2 separate regions of the Sus scrofa genome follow, and region 2 is linked to region 1. A link is a contact called in public Hi-C data. All regions are on one chromosome and are shown on one strand. Each heading gives the region's core, a stretch centred on a gene start, on an enhancer-like site or on the middle of the called end of the contact. The rest is flanking DNA. Distances are from core to core; before and after follow the strand shown. Region 1 overlaps CTBP2 (C-terminal-binding protein 2). Region 2 has its middle 48 kb from the start of CTBP2.

Region 1 (4,698 bases), core at 715-3,214:
TGGGGCCAAAGCTGGGCCAAGCTTCCTGAGTGAGCACCCCATGCATATCACTTGGACTTGCTAATGAAGGTGTGTGTGTGTGTTTTAAATTCCTATTATGCACTTTTGCAAATATAAACATAACAGAACAATCTAGTGAACTTCAAATCGCCACCAATATCCCATCCTTATTTACCTTTCGTCTACTTTTCTGTTTACCCAGCATGCTTTTTAAAATGTTTTTTAATTTAATGGCTGCCCCCATGGCATATGGAAGTTCCTGGGCCAGGGGTGCAAGCCACTGCCCCGCAGGAACTCCCCTTTCCCCTCATGGCACCTTTTTTTTTTTTTTTTTTCGTCTTTTGTCCTTTTAGGGCCTCATTTGTGGCATATGGAAGTTCCCAGGCTAGGGGTCAATTAGGAGCGGTAGCCTCCAGCCTACACCACAGCCACAGCAACGCCAGATCTGAGCCGCATCTGCAACGTACACCACAACTCACGGCAACACCAGATCCTTAACCCACTGAGTGAGGCCAGGGATCGAACCCTCAACCTCCTGGTTCCTAGTCAGATTCATTTCTGCTGCACCACAACAGGAACTCCCTTGGCGCTTCTTAACAAGCTGGGCTTCATCCCTTTATTGCTCTTAATGTGTAACAGGAACTGTTCTCTCATTCCTGTTATAACTGGGTTTGCTCATGAAAGGGGTAAGATGATGGAAACTGACCACCGCAGTCTGGCCTGAACTGAGTCCCAAGTGGCCACCACGGACGCAAACCCACGGATCCCCACGCACAGCCCCTTGCTTCTCAGAGCAGTTCTCAGCCTGAACACAAAATGGTGTGAATGATGCTTGGAGGGGCTGACGGGAGAGCACGGGATGAGTCTTTATCGAAACCATGGCTGGAATGTGCAGGACGGAGACGGGAACAAGGCAAGAGGCGCCTTCCCCAGCAGGAGGGCGGCCTGGCCGTGGATCAGCCCCCCTCTGGCTGAACTGCCATCTGATCGTGCCGGACACACAACTGCCGTGGTTCAGGCGCACAGGTTTAAAAAGGCTGTTCTGATTAAGGGGCAGCGGCGGGCTCGCCAGTGGCTCGTTAGCCCTCACGTCACCCCCTCCTCAGTGTCGCCAGCTGGACACAGCGAACCAGGATCTACAGCCACAGGGTCGATGGGCAGGGATGGGGGCAGGGAAGCAGCCGTGACCTCCAGACCCCCCACCCCTGGCATGTGCTTGAGATGCAGCATTAAGGACTCACGTCCAACTCCACGACTCCCTCCTTCCCCTGTGTCCTAACCCAGTGATGGCGGCTGGGGTCCCCGGGGCCGTGCCGGGGCCTGAAAGCAACGGCCAGGTTCAACAATGAGGTTTTCCTGACTGCATTTTACACGACCTGATGACTTAATTGTCTTACTGACTTGATAAAAAAACAAAAAAAACAAAAAAACCCTGTCCTGACCTTTAAAAAAGACACTGCCACCGCCGGCAGGCTTTCCGTTCAAACTTTTGAGCATGTTCCCAACCTGGAGGCTGGCCTTGAGCACCAGCCACCAGCAGCCCGGCCCGGGGTCAAGCTTGGGACGCCCCATCCAGACCCCTGTGTGACAGCATGAACTGGGTCTGGACTTAGGGTGGCAGCCAGGGTCCCGGCCACCTCCTGTGTCAGATCTGCCTACAGTTCTGGGAGGCTGTGGCAAGACCAGAAAAGGAAGCGAGAAGACGGTGTGGGGGAAACAGGGACGGAGCCGTGCCTGGCTTACAATCTTGCGTCCACAGGGCCGAAATCATGGGACTGGCTTTCAAAAGATGGGTGGCAAAGAGGACAGCCTAGGAAATGACCCTGCATCCTGGCCAGAGCCCACCTGAGGCCCTTGCGGGGGCTTAAAGAATGTGTGATGTCCCATCTCTGAGACCCCCTTCCCGGAGAGCGGGAAGCCCGGCAGACACCAGCAGAGGGCGCTGCGGCTCACACCGCACCAGCATTTCGCACAGGCATCCTGTATCCTCCCCTCAAGGAAAACCAACGCTTGGAAAGAGATTAGCTCCCAAGAATGCTCACCTCTGAAACCTCTTACACTCAGACCGGGTGCTGGAAAAGGTGGGAGCTCTTCCTGGAAGAAGCCCAGCTCCTCCTAGCTGCTCAAGCTGGCACCCAGGCAGGGGCTTGCGGGGTGAGGAGGCCCTGCGACCATCCCAGAGGCCCTGCCTCCAGGTGGCTGGAAGCACAGAGCTCTGAGCTAAGGGCTGAGTGGCATCGTGCAGGGCCCTGAAGTCACCACCCACCCCCATGTGCTCCCCAAGCCTTTGGGTCCGAAGGGGCAGCCACTGTGTACACTCAGTCCCAATTTACAGCCTGGGAAACCGAGGCAGAGGTCGAGTATTTCCTTCAAGGTCACAGAGCGAGTAAGTGGTGGGGCTGATATTCAGCAACAAGGAAGGCTCCTCCCGTTGGGATTTAGCCCCCCCACCTGCTGCCAACAGCCTTGGGTAAGCTGCCCGCCAGCCCCTGCCCCTCACCCTCTGCTGGGGCAGTCAGCGGGCATGGCCCTTTCCTGAGCACAGGCTCCTGCCACATCCTCCCTGACCAGCCACGCCAGACCCGCTCTTCCAGAAGCAGCCCAGATCTTACTTCTGATTGGCGTCCAGATCAGTCTGACCTCCCAGCCCAGGCAGCTCAGTGGGCAGCCAAAGCCCTCAGGCCCAAGAGAGCTCCTCCCACAGGCACTGCTGCCAGGGCCGGGCCAGCCTCCCTGGAGGGTCCCGGCGGCAGCCCCCGAGGTGTGGGCAGAGGGGGCCGGAGCAGCCACACGTACCAAAGCCGATGAGGCCCAGCGTCTCCCCGCGGATGCGGGCTGCTCCCGAGGCAACCTCCCGGATCTGCTCGACGCTCTGGACCCGCGTGCCTTCCCGCAGCGCCTGGTACAGCCACGTGTTCCGCCGGTACAGGTTGAGGATGTGGCAGATGGTGGAGTCGGCCGTCTCCTCCACGGCCGCAGAGGGGATGTTGCACACGGCGATGCCTGGAAGAGACGGCACGGCCCTGCGATGGGCATCTCGAGCTCTGGCAGGAGGCTCCAGGGCTGCCCAGCTTGAGCAACAGAGGCCACAGACTTGGCCTGCTCGGCCACCGTGTATGTGTGTGGCTCGGGGCAGGTCGGGGTCTTTGAGGCCTGCTTGTCACCTGGAGGACACAGACCCTCTGGCTCGGGTGCTTAGGGGCCACCCCCCCACAGCCATTCCCAGGAGGACTTCTGTGCAGGGCATGGCTCACTCCCAGCCCTGCCCACCATCCATATGCGGGGCCAGGAAGCCAGCACAAAGCCCCCCATCCCCACCCCCCAGACAACCCATGGAGTCCAGAAAACCAAGGTTCCTTGGGATACAAGCTCTAGGATCGGGTAATGGAGACAAGATTTTTGTTCCTTTTTTTTTTTTAAATGTTATGGCCACACCTGCAGCATGTGGAAGTTTCCAAGTCAGGGATGGAATTTGAGCTGCAGCTGCAACCTGGGTGGCAGCTGTGGCAATGCTGGATCCTTAACCCACTGTGCCAGGTCGGGAATCGAACCTGCGTTGTTGTTGCAGAGTTAACACCGGATCCTTAACCTGCTGTGCCTCAGTGGAAACGCCCTACGGTATTTTAAGAGTCTAATGCAATGAACATGTTATTATTTGTTTTTTTTAAAAGGGCGAGACAGAAAAATTAGGAACTGACATCTTCAAGGCCCATGGGTTGGGACAGGGTGGAGCCGGAGTCTGAATCCAGCCCCACAGGAGTTTGACAGACCCTCGTCACTCTGGCAGAAGGAAAACAGAGCAGACAGGTGTCCGCCCTGCATTTTGAAAGAGCTTTCCCTCAAAAAAAAAAAATTAGCCTGCTGTGGCCCCCCTTTGCCTGGCAAAGCAATAAAGCTATTGTTTTCCCCTTCAAAAAAAAAAAAAAAAAAAAAAAAGCTTTCAGGGGAGATCCTGTCGTGGCAAAGAGGAAAAGAATCCATGAAACTAGGAACCATGAGGACGAGGGTTCCACCCCTGCCCTCGCTCAGTGCGTTAAGGATCTGGCGTAGCCGTGAGCTGTGGTGTAGGTAGCAGACGCGGCTCGGATTTGGTGTTGCTGTGTGTGGTGTAGGCTGGCAGCTATGGCTCTGATTTGATCCCTAGCCTGGGAACCTCCATATGCTGTAGGTGCGGCCCTAAAAAGCAAAAAAAAAAAAAAGGCTTTCAGGGCTGAGAGCAGCTGGGGAAACAAGCCCTCACATTCTGCGTGAGGAAAAGAGACGGAGGCCAGGACGGGGGAGACGGGGACAGGGCGGGCGGGCTGCTGGGAGAACAGCCGGAGGGCGCAGGCAGGCAAGACCTGGGCATCGACCTTCCTTGGGGGAGAGGGTTTGGGGGAAGAAAGTGAAGATCTGTAAGTTCTGGGGGGGGGGGGGGGGGGTTTGCACAGGCACATGGAGGTTCAGGCTGGGGACAGCTGCTCCCCGCTGCGTGGCAGGCCTAGACCCAGCCCCTCTGCCAGGGCCAGGGCCAGGACCAGGACCTGCAGCTTTCCAGGAGGGACACAGGTGCCCAGGCAGCATGTTGGCCCAGCTGAAAAGGCTCCCTCTTCATCGGAAGTTTGGGACCCAAGAGACACAGGACTGGGCCACCTGTAAGGCCGCACTGCAACGCCGCTGGACAGGGAACAGGAGCAACTGCATGTAGCACCGCCTTCT
Region 2 (4,698 bases), core at 603-3,102, 200 kb after region 1:
GTCACTCGGGTCTCTCGGGGGAGGGGGCGTATCCATTGCTAACCACACGCATTATAATATTTTGGGAGGTGGAAGCAATTCTACAGGACCACGTGGGCCCAAGTCAAGGGCCCAGGTTCTGAATTCAGCTCTGGGAGTGAGTGGGTCCCTCCTTTGTAAAATGGGGACCATGCCAGCTGCTCTCTGGGGCACACACCAGCGGAGGCAGTTTCATGAAGACTCTGCCCTTTACCCACCCCTCCCACTGCACTCGGAAGACATCTGCATTCCTGGAGGGGATCCACTGCGTGGGTTTCGGGCAGGCCAAGGGGGCCCCTGGGCTCGGGCTCAGAGCCCCAGCTCAGCAGGAGCACGGCCGGGGACCTATCTGCTTGGGGCAGAGCTCAGCCAGGCCCAGGAAGAACAGCCAGGCATCGGCAGGCTACCCATCACAGCCACCTCTGGAAGCCTCAGCATCTACAGGGCCGTCCCCGCAAGGCTCCCCTATCCTCAGGCCTGGGGGCGGGGAGGGGGACCAGGCTTGGGTGTCATCGACCTCCGGCCAGAGGGAAAAAGGGAGGGAGGTGCTCCCGGCCACACGGAGACTGGAGCCAGATCTAAGATTAGAACGGGTAGGTTTCTGACTCCGAGGTACACAGCCAAGCCCCAAAGGCATGCTGATTCTTGGCAAAGCCCTTTCCACATTCCTCTAACTCTGATCCCCCCCTAGTTTGTCTCTGGAAATATTGTAGCTGTCATAATCTTTGTTCTAATAAAATACTCATCTGACGATCTATTAGTAAGGCATATTGTTGACAGGAAATGTGCATTTGCCATATTTCCCATTATATTGTCTATTTCCTGCCTCATTTTTCTTGGGAGGGCAGGAGTCACGGGAGATAATAGCATATTGACAGAAAGAGAAAGCAAGGCAAAGAGATCGTTGAAAGTGGGGGGAATTGAGCTCTATTTGGCTGCAAAGCTTTCCAGCAGGATCTCCACCCTCATTTCCTGCTCAAAAAACGGCAGCCTCTGCTCCTTCCTCCTCCACCTCGCAAACCAATCATCTCCTGGTCCTGGAGGCTGACTCCCTCGGCATCTTTATTTTTATTTTTTTTCTTTTTAGGGCTGCCCCTGGGCATAGGGAAGTTCCGAGGCCAGGGACTGAATAGGAGCCGCAGCTGCCAGCCTACACCGGAGACACAGCCATGCCAGATCCGAGCCACAGCTGGCAACAATGCTGGATCCTTAACCCACTGCACAAGGCCAGGGATCGAACCCGCAGCCTCATGGATACGAGTCAGGTTCTTAACCCACCGAGCCACAGTGGGAACTCCTCCCTGAGCATCTGATGGAGGCCCAGCCTCCTGTTTTGGGGGGCTGGGGTCGGGGGAAACGCTTTAAGAATCCAGAAGAGGATGTGAAATGAACTCTTTCCCTTGCATCACCCTCAAAAGGGCTTCCTGGGGGCTGGTGGCACATGGAACCAGAAAGAACTTTGTTTTCTAGAAACTTCTTGCCTACACCCTTTTCTCTTTTGCTTATCAAATTGCAAAGAGTGCATCACCAGGAAAAGACCCCACTTACTGCAAAGGCCAGTGCGATGCCTGGAAACTGCTCTGCGGGGCCCTTCTGGAGGCCCCAGCCCTGTGGGTGGATGGCTGGGGTTGGGTGTTCCTTTTCAGGGACCCTGCTGATGGTTCCAGCCATACTGCGCACGTAAGTGTGAGGCTCTGGTTCTGCAGGGTTCTGGACCTTGCCAGCTGTGGGTCCCCTGGTCCTCGGATTTAGTGGCTTCAGCAGCCAGGAACAGGGAGGGCGGGCCTGACTCTGGCTTCCTAAGCCTGTGCCCTTCCTCTCCGGCCCCTCCCTACTTCCCACTGCTTTTGACCCACAGCTGGGAACCGGGAGAGAGCGAGAGAAGGAAGTAAATCTAGGGTGACCAATGGGTCCCGTTTGCCTGGGTCTGTCCCAGGGGTGCAGAAACAGGACTGGGAGGCAAGAAATACAGCTACTGATGTACGTTATGGGAACTCGATTTAGGCACAAGGGACTGTGTGCCGGCTCAGGTAACCCAAAGCGGAGGTATCTTGCCTTTTTCAGGCAGGGCTGGCTGGGTGGGGACAGACAGCGGCCCGCAGCTCCAGGCTTGCAATTCCTGTGAGCACAGCGCCCCCTGTGGAAGGAGACCCTTAATTTCCTAACTTCACTTCCAGGCCTGGCCAGGCTTCTGGAACTGTCTCCCTGCCTGACTGCTCAGGCCCGGGTCCTGCATCCTGCTCTACGCAGATGGGAGGGGGTGATTCCCCAGGGACTGCTGGGTGGGTCCAGGGGACCCAGCTCATCTGTCAGGACCCTGCCTTCCCCAGGTCCTACTCAGGCTGGGCGAACCCCTCTGTACCCTCCTGGCACCCCGTGTCCCTTCTAACCATTTCCCCAGGGAATGTAATTGTTTCTCCCGCCCTGTGAGCCCTGGAGAGCCCGTGATGGGCCTTTCACTTCTCTCTCCTCCCGGGAGGGTCTGAGCTCTGAGTAGGAGGGTTGTTTGCAGCAAATGCCACGTGTCTTTGTATATTTATGTGTTTACTTTTTTTTTTTCCTGTCTTTTTAGGGCTGCACCTGCGGCATATGGAGGTTCCCCGGCTAAGGGTCGAACTTTGGCTGAAGCTGCCGGCTTACGCCACAGCCACAGCCAGAGCAACGCTGGATCCAAGCTGCACCTGCGACCTATACCACAGCTCATGGCAACACTGTATCTTTAGCCCACTGAGCGAGGCCAGGGATTGAATCTGCATGGATGGTAGTTGGGTTCGTTACTGCTGAGCGTTTATGTTTTTTCCTTCCAAAGCTGTCACTTGAAGTTGTAAATCTTGCTTTTAGGGAGTGCCACCAACTTGAGAACTCTATGGGGGTGACAGAGAAGGAAACAGAGGGATGGACTCTTCTCATGGTGCTGGGTTAGGGCTAGGGATGCAGGGGTGAGAAGGATGCCTGATCCTGCCTGCGAACCTGTGACATGTACACACCTGGACCCAAACTGGGTGCTCTGGAGCTCTCGTCTGGCTCCAGTTCCCAGGTGACCGCCCGCTGAGGTCTCAGTAGGTGTCTACCGGCCCTACCAGCTGTTCTTTTTGAGCAGGTCACACATCTGTTGTCATTTTTCTGGCCACACCCACCCCCAACCCCAGTCCAACACTGTGAAAGGTGGGGGAGTCTCTGCCTGCTTTTGAATCTGCAGAACTCAGCATGGTGCCAGGCACATAGTAGGCACTTCATGTATACAATAATCACTACTTATCAAGAATTTTAACTATGTTGTCGTGCTCTGTGCTAAGCACCTTACATACATTATTTGATTTAATATTCGCATTAACCCTATAAGGTCAGGATTTTTAAAAGAATTATTTATTTATTTTTATTTTTTGTCTTTTTGCCATTTCTTGGGCTGCTCTCAAGGCATATGGAGGTTCCCAGGCTAGGGGTTTAATTGGAGCTACAGCTGCCAGCCTACACCACAGTCACAGCAACATCAGATCCGAGCTGCATCTGCAACCTACACCACAGCTCATGGCAACGCCAGATCCTTAACCCACTGAGCGAGGCCGGGGATCGAACCGGCAACCTCATGGTTCCTAGTCGGATTCGTTAACCACTGAGCCATGGCAGGAACTCCAGAATTGTTTTTAAAACAATTCTGTGGTTGAATATACCTAACATAAAATTTACCATTTCCACCTTTTTTGTACAATTCACTACTATTTATCTAGAACTTTCTTCTTTTTCTTAAATAGAAGTTCTACCTATGAAGTAACAACTCCCATTTTCCCCTCCTGACCTCCGGGCAACCATTATTCTTTCTTTCTTTCTTTTTTTTAAACATTTATAAGATACATTTATTATTTTTCTGAGCAAAGTGCAATGATTTTTAAATCTTCTTAAACAACTATGAAAAAAAATTCAAGAAAAATAAAATACGAATGGGAAATTTAACCATTAGATTTCTTCTGCTTTGTACTAACCCTATCCTTAGTCTAGAAAACAAACAAACAAAAAAACCTTTGAAGTATTACTAAAACACTAACCGAATCATTTTGCCATCAATCTAATAGGTACATGCATTTCAAGGTTCCCCTGCTAGGAATTTTGCTAAGATCAGTGTAATCATTAATAACACGACACAACAGAGCATAAGGAACACAGATCATCAGATGCGACCTTTGCCCCTCACCCTCAGCTTTATGTCAGAATAAAGCTGACGATTCCTCCAGGCTCTGAACCCCCAGGGCCTCTGTCCCAATCCCTGGGAGCAAAGACTATGCCCTGTCACACAGCTTTGTACAGGTTGTAGAAAAACAAAGCCTAAGTTTTCTTACTTTTCTGTAGTAGATGGTCAGTTATTTGATAAATACTAAAAACGTTTCTAGAAATTCACTTTATGAGTCTGTTTATCAAACTCATTGTGCGAGAACGGACTACACCAGAAGAAGTCCTTGGGAATGTGGTCCACGAATTCACTTTAACAGGTTGGAAATTTAAAATCTGCAAAGAAGACGTGGGGACTCCTGAAGCCAAACATGTTGTGATTACTAAAGGGATAGACACACATACTAAAAAGTTATGCTCCCAGAAGGCACAAACTAGGAACGGGCTATTCTTTTTGAATAAAATCAGAGAACTAGTAACTAGTCTTCTTTGTTTTGTGAGCACCACAGCTACGAT

Evidence for each region. A called contact is a pair of places that touch in the nucleus more often than the background predicts.
Region 2: a Hi-C map of omental adipose tissue shows a contact between it and region 1, with 2.0 times the contacts expected there. The contact joins two enhancer-like sites. A contact is called at or near these places in 10 of 47 Hi-C or Micro-C datasets (alveolar macrophages, embryonic fibroblasts, fetal skeletal muscle and 6 more) and 1 of 2 datasets of contacts at active chromatin or transcription factors (skeletal muscle).

The regions. Positions count from the first base shown.
Region 1 is chr14:134,334,602-134,339,299 of Sscrofa11.1, forward strand. It overlaps CTBP2 (C-terminal-binding protein 2), which reads right to left. Exons shown (of 11, transcript XM_021073631.1): 6 at 2,797-3,003. Among named protein-coding and RNA genes, the nearest start is that of ZRANB1, 83 kb to the left of the region's middle. Within about 2 kb of position 1,965, at least 7 of the 83 cell types and tissues checked have an H3K27ac peak or open chromatin away from gene starts, as enhancers often do. A contact at or near this core is called in omental adipose tissue, where this site is marked.
Region 2 is chr14:134,534,134-134,538,831 of Sscrofa11.1, forward strand. No RefSeq gene overlaps it. Among named protein-coding and RNA genes, the nearest start is that of CTBP2, 48 kb to the left of the region's middle. Within about 2 kb of position 1,853, at least 19 of the 83 cell types and tissues checked have an H3K27ac peak or open chromatin away from gene starts, as enhancers often do. A contact at or near this core is called in omental adipose tissue, where this site is marked.